2 separate regions of the Mus musculus genome follow, and region 1 is linked to region 2. Evidence: chromatin contacts called from public HiChIP or PLAC-seq data. All regions are on one chromosome and are shown on one strand. The core of a region is the stretch at or near the end of the contact, and the rest is flanking DNA. Distances in the headings are between cores, read along the strand shown. Region 1 holds the start of 1700108I11Rik (a long non-coding RNA gene). Region 2 has its middle 17 kb from the start of Ptp4a2.

Region 1 (3,272 bases), core at 90-2,589, 50 kb before region 2:
ACTAATTCCTATGCTCTTCCTCACGTTCTCTTATTGCACTGATGTTTAACTGAAAAGAAATGTTCTTCTCCTACCCCTTAATAATTTCTTGCCAGTTTGTCATGTTCCCTCCCCTGGTATCCTCAGTGGCTAGGATAGTGGGTAAACACGTAGCAGGCACACCGCACTCACTCACAGGAGGTTGTCACAGCACTCAACAAGCTGTGTTTAATCCCTTGGGGTTTTGATACATGGACTCCCTATGTAGCCTAGGTCCTCCTGCCTCAGCCATCCAAATGCTAGCTACAAGTGTGTGCCACCATGAGCCCCACAGCTGGGTGTGGAGAGACAGGACCACTGGGAGTCCTAGGCCAACCTAGGTTTTTGTTTTCTTTTGGTTACGTAACTAGAAAAAAAAAAAAAGGAAAACTTAAGAGCTGCCAAGATGGGCTGGTGAGATGACTCAGCGGGTAAGAGCACTCTTCTGAAGGTCCTGAGTTCGAATGCTAGCAACCACCCATAAAGAGATCTGATGCCCTCTTCTGGTGCATCTGAAGTCAACTACAGTGTAACTTATGTATAATAAAAATAAAAAATAAAAAGCTGGCAAGATGGTTCAGCAGATAGAGTGGCTTGGCATCAGCCTACAATCCAACCTCACTTCCTGGGACTCAAAAGTGGAGGAACCAATTCCTGCAAGCTGTTCTCTAACCTCCACACAAATGCTGTGGGGTACCCACAAACACATACACAAATTAAATGTAATTTTAAAAATTAAGGTTTAAAGCCAGATGTGATGGCACACACCATTAATCCTAACATTCGGGAGGCAGAAACAGGTGGATCTCTGTGAGTTCAAGGCTAGCCTTGCCTACAAAGTAGAGCAAGCTACAGAGGGAGACCACATTGGGGGGGGGGGGGCAAAGTGTGCTGGCACACACCTGTAATCCCAATATTATCACCAGGGCAGATGTTCCCAGGCCGTAGTGCCTTAGATCCACATGGAGATAAGACCCAGGTGTTGCGGCACCTGTTCCTTCTTGGCTGTGGGGAATCTTTCCTTGCCTTCTGTGGGTCCCCCATACTACCTACAGTGCTAGCTTGGGGGCCCGCCCTTCATCCATCTGCGAAGCCAGCAACATTAAACCCAGGAAAGGCTCTCTGAAGAACTTCCATCAGTCTGCCAGTTCACCTAGGAAATGCCTATTTCAGCACTGCTATTCACATGAAGCCCACTCATCATGTCAGGCCCAGGAACTTTAGCTGCACGCATCTGAGGAACCATTATTAAGTCACAATGCTTGTTTGTTTCTGTGTTGAGGCCCTGGCTGTTGTAAACCAGGCTGTTCTCAAACTCGAAGAGATCTGCTGCCTGCCTGTGTCTTCTGGGTGCTGGGATGAAAGGCATGCAGCACAACTGCCCAGCTCAATGAAGACTTCAGTGGCATCAATCCCACCAGGTAGACAAATCCAACACTAGGAGAACCCACCACTAAACTAAGTGCAACAGAACTTCTGGTGGTCTTTATAGGAGTAATCCCAATGAAATAAAAATTCTCACTGGGAGACAGAGAGGGCAGTGCATGCCTGAAATCCAGCACTTAAAAGGGGCCGGAGGATAAAAATCCCAAATAAGACGTCTGGTCTACATAAGAAGTTATAGACCAGCCTATAGAGACCCTGTTTCAAAAATAAAAAACCCAAACCACAAAACAATCTATGCTGGAACAGACTCAAAGGAGAATGTAAGTTTAGTTTTACTGTAAATTAAAGAGAAATTTAACTGTAGTGTTCAATTCCCAGTACAGGGTGTGTTTCTGTGTCAGAACAAGGTAGATGTGAAATCAAAACGATTTGTCTTTTGTATGTGTACACACTTGTGTGTTACAGCACAGGCTCCAAGGATCAAACTCAGGCATGGTGGCCATCTTGCCAACTCCTCAAACCAAATAAAGACAGGTTCTCTCTACAAAGCCATGGCTACCTTGGAACTCACTTCACAGACCAGGGTGGTCTTAAACTCAAGTGATCTTCCGACCTCTGCTATCCAAATAATGCCAAGATTAAAGGTTTATACCACCAACTCCAGCTTTTTTTTTTTAAAGATTTATTATATGTAAGTACACTGTAGCTGTCTTCAGACACTCCAAAAGAGGGCATCAGATTTCGTTACGGATAGTTGTGAGCCACCACGTGGTTGCTGAGATTTGAACTCTGGACCTTCGAAAGAGCAGTCGGCGCTCTTAACCACTGAGCCATCTTGCCAGCCTCAGCTCTGACTCTTATCATGCAATAAATAGTATGTTTATAAGTTGGTGGGAATTATGTAGAAAAGTTAATGAAAAGGGTATCAGAAAAAGGCACTTAAATTTGAACCTTTAATCAAATAAGGGATGAGATTTAAGAAGATGGAAATGCTTGCCTTAAAATTAAAAAAATAAAAGGGAGGTGGCTGGAGAGTTGGTTGGCGGTGTGAGTGCTTTTGCAGGTTCTGCAGAGGGCCCACGTTTCTTCAGCAGTAGTTCCAGGGGATCCAATTCTGTCTCTTGGTTTCCATGGATACCTGCACACATGTGGCACACACACATCAAATTTTTCTTTTCTAAATCTTAGAAATACTATAGAATGGGACCCTTTACACTGGGTATGTTGGTAGTAGTAACTAAGACAGTGGCATTGCGTGCCCACCAGAGATGGCTGGGTAAGGTGTAACCTGGCAAGCTTCTTTCAAAGCTTTGGTGTGAGCGCTGGGACACACTGGCCAGGGCACACTGTGACAGTGAGAGGACAGCTTTCAGCTGTCATTGTTGAGACCATCCAGCACTATCACAAGCTGGCTCTGCTCGCTCTCTCTCCTCAGGAGTGCTGGGATGACAACTATCCGTAGCATCCAGCTCTCTCTCTCAAGCACGGGCTCCAGGGATGAGCTCAGCCTTTTTACCCGCTGAGCTGTTTTCCAGGTTCCTTGTTTCTGGGTTTAAAAACCAATTAGAACTAAAGTAAGGAAGGCATTAAAGAAGTAAGAACCCCCAAAGAAAAAGAGCTAAATGAGGCAGATGTGGCAAGTTGGAAAGAGCACTAAGGTTGACACAAGGCCATGAAACTTTAGATGCATCGGCATGGTCAGATACACAATATCAGAGGAGCTGAACCAAAACCAAGTTCAGCCAGAGTGAAAAGACAAAGCATGCCATTTAGAGCCAAGAGTAATGATCATAACCAACCACAGAAGTTAAGAGGGCTAATGCAAGGCACAAGGTTAAAACCAAGCAATGTGACCCACGGCGCCTAAG
Region 2 (3,257 bases), core at 466-2,965:
GGAAGTGTTGGGTCCAGGAGTCTCCCTATAAACCACACAAACACCGATCCCAGTCAGACAGGGTTAGTTAATGAGTATTTAGCCCAAGACTGATCGATCAGAGCCACAGACCAGACTCAGGAGCTGACTGTGAGCCTGAGCCAGCATTCTACAGTGCTTTTAAGCCTGAATCCATAAGCATCAGTGCCAAGCTATTCCTCCAATCAAAATTTAGGAATAGGGAACTTTCTTAAGAACATGTCTTTGTGTACATTTATCCTATCCCATTGGTTGGGGTATTCAACTGTGGCAAGTAACATTCATGACTCTCTCTCTCTCTCTCTTTTTTATTTTATTTATTTATTTATTTATTGGTTTTTTTGAGACAGGGTTTCTCTGTATAGCCCTGGCTGTCCTGGAACTCACTTTGTAGACCAAGCTGGCCTCGAACTCAGAAATCCACCTGCCTTTGCCTCCCAAGTGCTGGGATTAAAGGCGTGTGCCACCACGCCCGGCTTAATATGTTTTTTAATGTATATGAGTACACCATAGTTGTCTTCAGACACGCCAGAAGAGGGTATCAGATCCCATTACAGACGGTTGTGAGCCATCATGGTGTTACTGGGAATTGAACTCAGGACCTCTTGGAAGGACAGTCGGTGCTCTTAACCACTGAGCCGTCTCTCCAACATTCATGTCTTTTTTTTGTTTGTTTGTTTGTTTTTTGTTTTTTTTCGAGACAGGGTTTCTCTGTATAGCTCTGGCTGTCCTGGAGCTCACTTTGTAGACCAGGCTGGCCTCGAACTCAGAAATCCGCCTGCCTCTGCCTCCCGAGTGCTGGGATTAAAGGCGTGCGCCACCACGCTCGGCTCAACATTCATGTCTTAGCTCAACCAGGATGTCAGTTATCCATGCATATGACTCTGCCAAGGAGGACATCAATTCTCAGGGATGTCCTGGGAACTTAGAACTTTACTCCAATCCTATTCAAAATGGCTTCTTATATCTGTGCAGGTGTCTCTCTTATGTTATGGTCCATCCCAGGAGCAGCTTATAAAGGCAAAAGCTATAAAAGCTCACACACAGGTGTAGAAAATGCTGCCTAACGTTTGGTGTGGGTCCAAGCTTTTTGTGGCTAACTGTATAAAGCAATTCTAATTGACCTCTATTGTGATTGGTTTCCAAGAACAGCAAAGCACAGACTACAATAGATTATTCAATCCACTCAGGCAGGAGAAAGTTTCCTTGTAACAGTAATAACAGCAAATAAAATAAAATCAAATGGCTAGCTAGACAGGCAGGGGTTACCCAGGCCTTAACAAAAAGACAGAACAGAATCCCACAAGTTGTCCTCTGATCGCCACTTATGAGCCAGGGCGTGCATGAACAGTAGAAAGAAGAGGTTCATACTCACTAAAGTAAAAATAAAAGGGAAATGTAATACAAATTTAAGCTTATATTTGGGGTGAAGACTCATGTAGTACAGATGGACCTTAAACTTAGTATGCAGTCTAGGATGACCTTGATCTCCTGATTCAGCCTGAACCTCTCTGGGAGTCAAAGTTACGTTTTAATTACTGTTCCTAAGAGATTCATGAAACAAAAATGCCTCAAAAAATATAAGCCCCGGAGTGAGAGACTTCCTGAAATGCTGGGGACTGTTGTTTAGGGGAGCCAATAGACAAGTTTGTTTGACCTATTTGCACCAGATGTGTTGATCACATGAGGGTGGGAGGTGCCTGGACAGGAAGTATGTCAGGATGCCTGCTTGTCCCTGATTGGACCTGATGGGAAGTGTAGTGAATTGTGTGTTTTTGCCTCTTTGAACTCCTACAAGATGTGACTCATGGCCATTTTCTGGGTACCCAGAGATGAACCTGACCAGAGTCTATCCTGGTCAGTATTTAGTTAATGCTTGCTTCAAATTTGGCTTTAAGTTGTGGTAGTGCTCTTATTCTCAACCAGTGGGTTTAACACATCTTGTTATGATGAAACCTTGAAATCATGAAATGAAACCACCAGGCTTTGTTTCATGATTGTTTTTCCTAAATAAAACTCACGTCAGCAATTTTTTCATGTCAAACACTCCAGCACAATACAATCCAACGATATATTAATTTGATATTCACAGCTGAGGGAAGAAAGTAAGAAAATATTAAGTCTTTGTTTTCTGTAATTGAACCATTATGGTTTTATAAGACAGAATGTTTGGTATGTGGAGTAAAACACTGCAGTTTATAACATTCATCTCAAATCTGAGCAGAGATGATTCAGGCAAGTGTTGGTGTTGTATAGCTTGACTGTATACATACCCCATACCCATGACTGTGTGCATACCCCATATCTGTGACTGTGTGCACACTACATACCTGTGACTGTGTACACAACACAAACCCATGACTGTGTGTACACCCCATACCTGTGACTGTGTGCACAACACATATCTATGACTGTGTGCCCACCCCATTCCCGTGAATGTGTGCATATCACATACCATGCTGTATGTTCAGAAACAAGGTCATAGTGAAGCTGTACGATGCAATACACGGAATATGGTCAAAAATACCTTTGGAGGAGCTGGAGAGATGGCTCAGCAGTTAAGAGCACTGACTGCTCTTCCAGAGGTCCTGAGTTCAATTCCTAGCAACCATGTGGTGACTCACAACCATGTGTAATAGGATCTGATGCCAGCTACAGTGTACTCACATACATACATGCAACAAAGAAAATCTTTAAAAAAAAAATACCTTTGGGTTCCTTGGATGATGAATTAATTTTTGGTCAGTGGATATTCAGAAACATTTAACTGATGCCAAACTTTCCATGACTTCCCACATTCATTTATGAGGTCCCCATGTGGGTTCAGTACCCAAAGATTAAGAGTCCCCTGGGGGGCTGGTGAGATGGCTCAGCAGGTAAGAGCACCCGACTGCTCTCCCAAAGGTCCTGAGTTCAAATCCCAGCAACCACATGGTGGCTCACAACCATCCGTAATGAGATCTGATGCCCTCTTCTGGTGTGTCTGAAGACAGCTACAGTGTACTTACATATAATAAATAAATTTAAAAAAAAAAAAAAAAAAAAAAAAAAAAAAAAAAAGAGTCCCCTGGGGCTGGGGCCGATGAAATGGCTCAGCAGTGAAGAGCAGTGGCTGCTCTTCCAGAGGTTGCAGTTCCATGCCTTGCACCCACAGGGTGGCTCACAGCCATCTGTACCTCCAGTTCCAGGGGATTTGATACTTTTTTCTGTTCTCCACAAGCAAGGCATACACACATGTA

What was found. HiChIP or PLAC-seq counts read pairs in DNA pulled down with a chosen protein or histone mark.
Region 1: a contact with region 2 is called in an RNA polymerase II HiChIP or PLAC-seq map of embryonic stem cells, with 24 read pairs. The contact joins the promoter of 1700108I11Rik here to the enhancer-like site in region 2. A contact is called at or near these places in 15 of 39 promoter capture datasets (the 3T3-L1 cell line, 3T3-L1-derived adipocytes, the C10 cell line and 10 more), 16 of 484 Hi-C or Micro-C datasets (B cells, CD4 T cells, CD8 T cells and 9 more), 11 of 115 datasets of contacts at active chromatin or transcription factors (CD8 T cells, the HPC-7 cell line, the SCID.adh cell line and 5 more) and 3 of 9 other capture datasets (adipose tissue, liver and pancreatic islet).

What each region holds. Positions count from the first base shown.
Region 1 is chr4:129,851,298-129,854,569 of GRCm38.p6, reverse strand. It overlaps 1700108I11Rik (a long non-coding RNA gene), which reads left to right and starts at 1,339. Exons shown (of 2, transcript XR_868199.3): 1 at 1,339-1,439; 2 at 1,870-2,067.
Region 2 is chr4:129,802,064-129,805,320 of GRCm38.p6, reverse strand. No RefSeq gene overlaps it. Among named protein-coding and RNA genes, the nearest start is that of Ptp4a2, 17 kb to the left of the region's middle. Within about 2 kb of position 1,715, at least 24 of the 459 cell types and tissues checked have an H3K27ac peak or open chromatin away from gene starts, as enhancers often do. A contact at or near this core is called in CD8 T cells, the HPC-7 cell line, the SCID.adh cell line and 4 more, where this site is marked.